Linked DNA regions of Hordeum vulgare: region 1 is linked to region 2. A link is a contact called in public Hi-C data. All regions are on one chromosome and are shown on one strand. The core of a region is the stretch at or near the end of the contact, and the rest is flanking DNA. Distances in the headings are between cores, read along the strand shown. Region 1 holds the start of LOC123426268 (major pollen allergen Ole e 10-like). Region 2 overlaps LOC123427236.

Evidence for each region. A called contact is a pair of places that touch in the nucleus more often than the background predicts.
Region 1: a contact with region 2 is called in a Hi-C map of leaf, with 2.9 times the contacts expected there. The contact joins the promoter of LOC123426268 here to the enhancer-like site in region 2. A contact is called at or near these places in 2 of 6 Hi-C or Micro-C datasets (leaf and seedling).

What each region holds. Positions count from the first base shown.
Region 1 is chr2H:355,952,119-355,956,981 of MorexV3_pseudomolecules_assembly, forward strand. LOC123426268 (major pollen allergen Ole e 10-like) reads left to right here and starts at 3,611. Exons shown (of 5, transcript XM_045110067.1): 1 at 3,611-3,698; 2 at 4,793-4,863. It overlaps LOC123426267 (pentatricopeptide repeat-containing protein At4g21065), which reads left to right and starts at 1,324. Exons shown (of 1, transcript XM_045110066.1): 1 at 1,324-4,076. The coding sequence starts at 1,360. The coding sequence ends at 3,150.
Region 2 is chr2H:355,351,777-355,356,080 of MorexV3_pseudomolecules_assembly, forward strand. LOC123427236 reads left to right here. Exons shown (of 23, transcript XM_045111233.1): 21 at 1-492; 22 at 874-1,124; 23 at 1,306-1,702. The coding sequence ends at 1,365. Among protein-coding and RNA genes, the nearest start is that of LOC123427236, 15 kb to the left of the region's middle. Within about 2 kb of position 1,910, at least 2 of the 3 cell types and tissues checked have open chromatin away from gene starts, as enhancers often do. A contact at or near this core is called in leaf, where this site is marked.

The sequences.
Region 1 (4,863 bases), core at 2,361-4,860, 600 kb after region 2:
TAGTATCGCCTGTAAGCCTCATAGCGGGGGTAACGGTTGGATTTACACTACCACTATATAAAGGAGTCTTCTTCCCCAATAAGACCTCACCACTTTTCCCCGAAGCTCTATTGTTGCTCCTAAGATCATTTTTTCCCGATCTCTCTCTCTAGCCATCAAAACCTATTGATGTTCTAGGGTTTGGAGGACAAAGCCTTGATCTACACTTCCACCAAGGGAAATTTGACCCCCCCCATTAATCCCTTGTGGATCTTGTTACTATTGGGTGTTTGAACATCCTAGACGGAATAGTTTCACCTCGAAGTCACAATCCATTGTGGCAAAACTTCGTGGTGGTGTTGAGATCCTCCAATTAAGTTGTGGAGATTGCCCCACCCTTGTGTGTAAAGGATCGGTTGCCGCCTTCAAGGGCACCACTAGTAGAATCACGACTCTTTGTATTGTGTGAGGGCGTGAGGAGAATACAGTAGCCTTAGTGGCTTCTTGAAGAGCATTGTGCCTCCACACCGCTCTAACGTAGACGTACTTCCTCTCAAAGGGAAGGAACTTCGTTAAGACATCCTCGTCTCCATCGATTTTACTTGTGGTTATTTCTTATCTTTAGTTTGCGCAAGTTCTTATCGTGTTGTTTCCTTTGATTGCTTGCTAGTTGGTGTTGTTAGCATCACATAGCTCACCTAGTTGCATTTCTAGACAACATATTTGTTGGTAAACCTAATTTCTTAAAAAATGATAAAATTAGTAGTTGCCTATTCACCCTCCTCTACTCAACCATATCGACCCTTTCACCTGTGTTCCCCATCCATCGTCGGCATGTGATAGAGCCCAAGAATACTTGGGTTGCTGGATTTGTCGACAATCGTCAAGGAACGCTAAAACCATAGCCCACGGCTCATCTCGCCACCCTTCTTCGGGTGGGACCTGGTATACACCAACGTTGTCACAACATAGTTGACACCACCATGGGCAAGGGCAAACGATCCCACGTCACCTTCTTTAGATATTGTTTCGATAGCAACACACGGATATTTAGCTAATACTACCTCCGTGTGGGTTTATTGGCCCCCTTCACATTTTGTGTCAAATTTTGACCTTAAGTTTAAATAACAAAATATAAGTTGCATGTCACAAAAGTCATTATTGCTGGATTCATATTTGAAAGATGTTTTCAATGATACAATTTTTATGGTATATAATTTATTTTTTGGTGTTAAATCAAATGTTAAAGTTTGACTTAAAATACAAGGGGACTAGTAAACTACAGTACAAAAAAAAACTACTACAGTGTACACCATTTTCGTTGCGCCGCCTTCCCTCCCAAAAGCAACCACGAACCCCTACCGGGCGCAGGGCATTGCCATGCGCGAGGCAATCGCTCCCGCACCTTCCACGCACCCGGCGCTGCGCCACTGCGTCGCGCTCCTCCGCCTCCACCTGCCGTCTCCCTCCGTCGCTGCCGCCAAGCAGATTCACGCGCGCGCTCTCCGTGCGGCTGGCGTGCCCCTCTCCCACCCTCTCCTCGCCAAACACCTCCTCTTCCACCTCGCTTCTCTCCGCGCCGGCCCTCCACCGCTCCTCTACGCCGTCACTGTCCTCTCCTGCCTCCTCCCCGACCCGGACCCTTTCTCCCTCAACACGGTCCTCCGCATCGCCGCGTCCTCGGCGCACCCACGCATCGCGCTCGCGCTCCACCGCCGCCGCCTCGCGCCGCCCGACACGCACACCTACCCGCCGCTCCTCCAGGCCTGCACGCGCCTCCTTGCACTTCGCGAAGGCGAGAGCCTCCACGCCGAGGCCGCCAAGAACGGCCTAGTGGCGCTCGTGTTCGTCAAGAACTCGCTCGTCCACCACTATGGCGCGTGCGGCCTCTTTGAGAGCGCCCACAGGGTGTTCGACGAAATTCCGGTGCTGGAGCGGAACCTCGTCTCCTGGAACTCCGTGATGAACGGGTTTGCCGCCAATGGGAGGCCGAACGAGGTATTGACAATCTTCCGGGAGACGTTGGAGGCGGACCTCATGCCGGATGGATTCACCATCGTCAGTGTTTTAACTGCATGTGCGGAGATCGGGGCGCTCACTCTCGGCAGGAGGGTGCATGTGTTTGCGTCCAAGGTTGGGTTAGTAGGGAACAGCCATGTCGGCAACGCGCTGATTGATCTGTATGCCAAGTGTGGCGGAGTTGAGGATGCATGGAAGGTGTTTGAGGAGATGGGGGTGGCAAGGACCGTGGTCTCGTGGACGTCACTGATCGTGGGTTTGGCAGGGAATGGGTTTGGGAAGGATGCCCTTGAGCTGTTCGGTCTGATGGAGAGGGAGAGGCTTATCCCAACTGATATCACTATGGTAGGAGTGCTGTATGCTTGTAGCCACTGCGGGTTGGTCGACGATGGGTTTCGATATTTCAATGAGATGCAGGACAAGTATGGCATAGCACCAGGGATCGAACACCTTGGATGTATGGTGGATCTGCTGGGAAGAGCTGGAAGAGTTGAGGAAGCGCACAATTATATCACCACGATGCCAATGGAGCCCAACGCTGTTGTGTGGCGGACATTGCTAGGTGCTTGTGCTATGCACAAGAAGTTGGAACTCGGGGAGGCTGCTTGGGCACGGCTGGTTGAGCTTGATCCTGGGCACAGCGGCGATTATGTCCTCCTCTCAAATCTGTATGCTGCTGTTGGGAGGTGGGCAGATGCCCATGTGCTTAGGAAGACAATGGCTACACATGGAGTGAGGAAAAACCCAGGGCATAGCCTTGTGGAGCTCCGCAACTCTGTGTATGAGTTCGTTATGGGCGATAGATCACATCCTGAGAGTGATCAGATATACCAAACGCTAGCCGAGATAGCTGAGAGATTGAGGTGCCAAGGTTACGTCCCCCGCACAAGCAATGTATTGGCAGATATAGAGGAGGAAGAGAAAGAGACTGCTTTAAACTACCATAGCGAGAGGCTGGCCATTGCCTTTGCCTTGCTGAAGAGTCTTCCTGGCTCTCCTATCAGGATAGTGAAGAACTTGAGGATGTGTGGAGACTGTCATTTGGTAATTAAGCTAATATCTAAGGTATATGACCGTGAAATCATTGTTAGGGATCGCAGTAGGTTCCACCATTTCAAAGGGGGGGAATGTTCATGTAAAGATTATTGGTAGTTGATTCATGTATTGATTGACAGTGATGAATGCAATGTTTATGAGGTTCCGTGCCGTATAATCAGGGGAATGGCGGTGTCTTATGGTTGCAGAACAGTTCTGTAGAACTTCATTTGTTGACAGCTCATGTTTTGACTCAACCACAGCATATGGTTTCTGTTGCACATGACTACTGCAGTGAAAGCATTGGGGCAACCTCATCTATTACAGCCTTACAGGTCGCTGCAATCTTAGTCTTGGTCTAACTCATTAGATGTCTAGTGGAAAAAATAAGCTTCAGGACATGGCACATCAGGAAGCAAGGTTGAAGCTGGATACTGCTAGCACCACTCTAGCATTGGAAATATTATGATGAAAATTTCCAAGTTCTGGTTGCATAACAAGTTCTGTAGAAGTTCAGATGTCGACACATCTGTTGATTCAACCACAGTATCCAATTTCTGAAAGGAAGTGTGGGGGTAACCTCATCTATTATTCTCATATCTAGTCCCAACTTACAAAATGTGGAAGCGGGAAACAGAAGCAACCAGAGATACAGCAGAAATCAGGTTTGGAGCTGATACTGCTAGTATATGCTACAATTCTAATGCTGCACCTCTTGCCTATCGTATTTCAGAAATTGCTACTCTAAAATAGTCTGCATGGTCAAAGACTCTACCAGCTTCCAGCGGTGTTCTAACTGCTTGGCTGCCCTGCTTTACTAGGCGATCCTAGAAAAAGAATACAAGCAAGAAAAGTACAACGACACGAGCCATATTTTGTTTTCTGAACAGACAATGACATGAGGCATGTTTTTCGGGTGGTCCTGTAACTAGTATTATTGGTATGTGTGTAAGATACCAAAATGGCACCTCTCCCATGAATCCATTCTTTCTGAGGATGTGCGAGTTACAGACTTTTTGAATATATTTGAGTACTTTTAGTTATCCATATGTAACCAAAATTAATCATTTCAGTGGAGACAAAACTGAGATATGACTGTTTGCCAGACTGCGATTCGAAATCTACATTCCAACAAACACAGTTGTAGTTACTTGCAGGCTTCCCTTGTGTGACAAGTATTCGCTGTAGATTTGCATGTGAAAAGTAGGTCCGCAGGACATGATCAGGTTGTGTTTTGACGATGCCTTTTTCAGTAAATGAATGCAAGACCCTATATATTGTCTAAAGATACAAGTTTCTTCATGACAAACATCAAAGGTAGGTTAGCCCAATATTATAGTTATAAGTCCTCTTTAAACTTTATAGTTGGTGTTGCTTTGTTCCATATGTCTCAACTCATTGGGATCACCACTGATGGTTTCTGCTAGTATAGTTTCCATTCTCAAAGAAGTTTCTGGCACCACTTTGTGCCAGTGGTTTCTTGTTAAGCTTATAAAGTTTCTCGCATGTGGCGGTGGCTGAGCCAAATTGAGTTCTCGCCAGCTACTAGCAGGGAATGAGGATTGGCCTGTTGGGCGACCGAGCTGAGGAGCCTTGTATCAGTTTTTCTTTTTCACTCCTAGCTGCTCCATTCTATTTAGTATGCTATGTTACCTGTCCTGTTTATCTGTTTCACTGCAGCTTGCTTGTTTTTTCAAGCCTTGTTACTTCCCTTATATATATGCTTCAGCATGTCATTTGTTCCATTGGCACTTGGCAGGTGGTGTAGGTCAGTCAAGGCAATCTGGTTCACCAAACCTCATTCATTAGGCTTGAGTCTAGCTTTGTAAA
Region 2 (4,304 bases), core at 660-3,159:
CAGAAACAGCCCCTGCTTTTGCTAGGGATCAACTTAGCCTTGGAGTTAGTGGAGGCAGTGTTGGAATGGGTGCTAGTCATGAAGCCGAAATTCACGGAGTCGAGATTTCTGGACATAAAACTGAGAGCGTTGTTGGAGATGTGGAACCAGTTCCCGAGCTTACTGAAACCATGGGTCATACTGGTGAGTCAGCTCCTGGACCTGGAATGATGGATGAGTTTGTCCCTGAGGATGCTGGTCGAGAAGAGCCTCAGGGTGATAGCCACGATGTGGCATCTCAGTTAGTGGGTCGAGTGGACAGTGGTTCAACTAAAGCTGATTCGGTCGAGAGTGGAGAGAAGATGAGCCACGCCAGAGGCCAGGAGAGTAACCTGCAACATTCCCTTTCTTGCAATGCAAGAGTTTATTCTGGCATTGATTTATCTAAAGATGAAGTGACCCAGACTGGTAAAATGCTGACGAAGGACGAGTATGACCCAGGAAATGATCTTGGTACTTGAGCATCTAACTATTCTCTTTGTGCTTACACGTTACATATGCCTGATTTTGTTAAACCATATTAATCAAATCTTATATGAGGTGCTTCTGAGCTGAAAAGTATACATCATTGCGACAATTTATTTATCAACTAAAATATTTGTCATCAAGAATTCAAGATGTTGATGACTTGACAGTTGACCCGGTAGCAGTTTGGCATCCCATACTTAGTCAAATGACTGCCAAGCTGTGGTCCTGTATATGACCTATGCTTGGATGCTGAATTTTGCGTTTTGTGGCATTCAGTAAATTTAATAGAATTTTGCATTTTGTGGCATTCAGTAAATTTAATCTTATTGTGAATATGTTATTTACATTTTGTCATTTGTATTTCAGGAGCAACGAATGGGGAAAATGATTCTGAAACGGGTCTTCCAGAGTTTGATCCAATCAAGCATCACAACAACTATTGTCCATGGGTTAATGGATATGTTGCCACTGCTTGCACTATGAATACTGGTTCCAGCACAAATAGTGCAGCATTTTGTGGCTGGCAGCTTACAGTAGATGCACTTGAGACTGTCCAGTCTCTTGGTCAAAACCAGTATCAAGCCATGAAGTCTGATTCTGCGGCATCACTATATAAGGTGAGAATTTAGACAAAAACTATATGTCAGGCTTTCATTTCATAGAGATGCTTTTGTAAAAACCAACCTGGTTAGAGTCAAAGGAAAATAGCAAAAAAAAAAGGACCTGGTGCACCCGCTGTACGGTACTGCAAATTTCCTGGTTTAGTGTACTTTACGTTCTTAGCCGCATGTTTTGCAGGATGACCACGCCGCACCTAGCCACAAGCTGCTGAAAAGGCCAAAACACAGCAAGTGCTAACTGAAGCGCCTCTGGTACATGCGTACATTCGCTAAACTTGGATCCAGCTCAAAATTAGTTTGACTGATGCAAATCTGAAGAAATCTAGTTTGCTATCTGCAAGACTAGGCTTGGAGCTCGACATAGCAGAAGAGCTCAGAAGGCGCAAGCAGGCGGCGGAAGAGGAATAAGTTAAGCATTGTAGATTGTAGATGGACTTGTTGCCTAGCTGTTGTTTCTTTTATTGTGTTTATATATTGCTATTCTGGAAGATTTTGTGAGTCTAAAATTCTGAATGTACCGTCTATAAGACTTATGATTTATGCCAATGAACAGCATTTGGCTGAGTTAACCTTAATTTAAATTGTTGTCTGTTGTCATTTACCCCACCTTAATTTGGTATTATCTACTTGCTGGAACATTTTACACACCATACATGATATGAAAAGGGCATGGATAACAAACCGGGGCTTGCTGAAGTCCGGGGAAGCAGGGTACTACTAGGCCGACCGTGCTTTTGGCACTTGTGGTTTCAACTAGCGGCATTTTGGCTATTCTCCCTTTTCCATTGTATGAATGACGCGTGAAATGAGTGAATGCTAAGCAAGCATGGGCCTTGGCCTCTGGTTCATGTTCCACATACAGGACGAAAATGAAAACAATTCATTCATTTGGCGATAGAAAAAAATCTCCGAAATCACCAGTCTAGTCAAGAATTTTTGGGCCCTTTGCAAAGATTATCCAAAAACTCCCCTAAAATCATGAAGAAATTTTGGTGGGTTATTCTCCCATGGACGGGGATGGATGGAACATGTTTTTTTTAGATCCGATTTCAAAACAATTTATCGCTTAAGCTGATCCAATCGAAAAACAATTTGTAACTTGTGCTTCGCGCGTAGTGCACTTTGTGCCTTCCTTTTGTGTACTTCTTCTATATCATAACATTTGTTATTGGAGAAAACTAATCTAGCTTTTTTCAACAAGTATTTAAAAACAGTGAAAGTAATTGACAGTATACTCCACGCGTAGTAACTCTGTGCTCCCTACTATATTGCGTGTGTGCTCATTGCATAGCACACTCCGTGTTTCCTTTCTTAACCTAGTGTTACAATAGGAAAAAGTCTATTTTAAAATCTGAATTTGTAAAGGTTCGACGAAATGAACCTCCTACTCAAAATCCCTGTCGATTGCACCCTAGACTATGCAATCCCGGTCTAAAAAGAACGCTGGGTTTGTTTGACAAACCGGGATTGTTCATTTGACCGGGATTGGCTGCGCTGCGAGGGGCACACGCGGAAATGACTGGGCCAGCCCAGTCAAGTCCATCTCGCTCTCAGACTTCACAATATTTTAAAATGGCACGTACTATCTTTTATATATATATTCATTCTATTTTATATATATATATATTTTATTTTTTGAAAAATGACAGCTTTTTTTATTAACTTTTTCGTTTTTATAAACTTTTTGTGTTCACTTTTTTGTTTTTTATTTTTTTAGACCATGCGGCAACCTTTTTTTAGCAGTTTAACAAAAAAAAAGGACCGATTCCGGTTGACATTTCTCACGTGAGCATTTTTATGTCTCAGGGTTCAATTTAGACCGGAATCATATAGTTCAGGGTGCAAACGACAGGGATTCGGACTTAAGAGTTTGATTCGCCGAACCTCTATGAATTCAGGGTTTAAAATGGACTTTTTCCATTACAATACATGTTGTAGGCCGAAAAGACCAGGAAACTGAAAATCAGGGTAGACCCGTTTCCCCGTGGAAAACTAGAGGAAAATAATAAAAATAAAACATGAAAAGACAAGGAAACCGGAAAACAGGTTCCCCATGCAGCTTGGTCTCAGCATGCGATACGTGTCCGTACGGGTGCTCTCTCCGGCCGGCCGTGTGCGTTCTCGTGCCCTTGAGTTGAGTGCCGCACAGCCACAAGTATCTCAACTCTTGTTTTCTCGAGAATGAAACATTTGCAACATCTAAACAAATCGAACTAATGAATGATTATAATCATGGGAGTACATGTTTAAGAGCATTTGTTGGTAGCTTTAAGGTTGCTTTCATTGTGCCCTCTACGGTGGGCTACAAGAACATGTCCGACAGCGCCATTTTGACAATGACGTGCTATCGCAAACTGGTTGGCGGTAGCAGGAGGGAAAAACAAATTTTATCCAGCGAAGCGAAGCACACAATCTTAAGACACCGAGCTTTCCAGCTATCTGCATAATTGGCAACTGCAGATCTTATTCTGTGGGGATGTTCGCCTTACTTTATGTTTGAACGAACTAGTTGTGCACCAACTTGCATGAGAAAGGAAAGATAATTAGCGTATAACTTTGCTTTGTTCTCAAGGAAGGAGTGCCAAATCCTCCCTGGCATCGTCCACATGGTTCGATTTGGAAAGAAATGAATGACTCCCATTTGGAGAGAAAGGAATGAATAATTTTAGGACATACTCCTTCCACCCTAAATATAAATCTTTTTAAAGGTTTTACTAAAAGACTATATAGATGTATATAAACATACATTAGATTATAGATTCATTCATTTTGTTTCGTATGTAGTTTTTAATGAAATTAAAAAAAAACTATATTTAGAAACGGAGGGACTTCCTATCTTTGAAGTTGTTAGGCCATCTCTAACGATGACCTGTAAATTATCTCTGCATTTTTTTAACGCAATACACACGTAAGTGCTCATGCACTTACCTCTATGAACGCACACCTATCCGTATGAGCACTTTCGAGATAGTGAGCTGACATATCATGTTGAGATTTGCGAATTCATCATAGGCGCCCCGTCGTCGACAGGAACGACTTCTTTCAATGAATGCGCATCGTCGGAAATCTTGAAATAAATCCAGGAATAATGCGAGCACGAGGACTTGAATTCTGATGGACTGGAAATACCGATGTCCCTGTAATCATCACCAGAGGTTGGTTCGTCATTATCTCCTG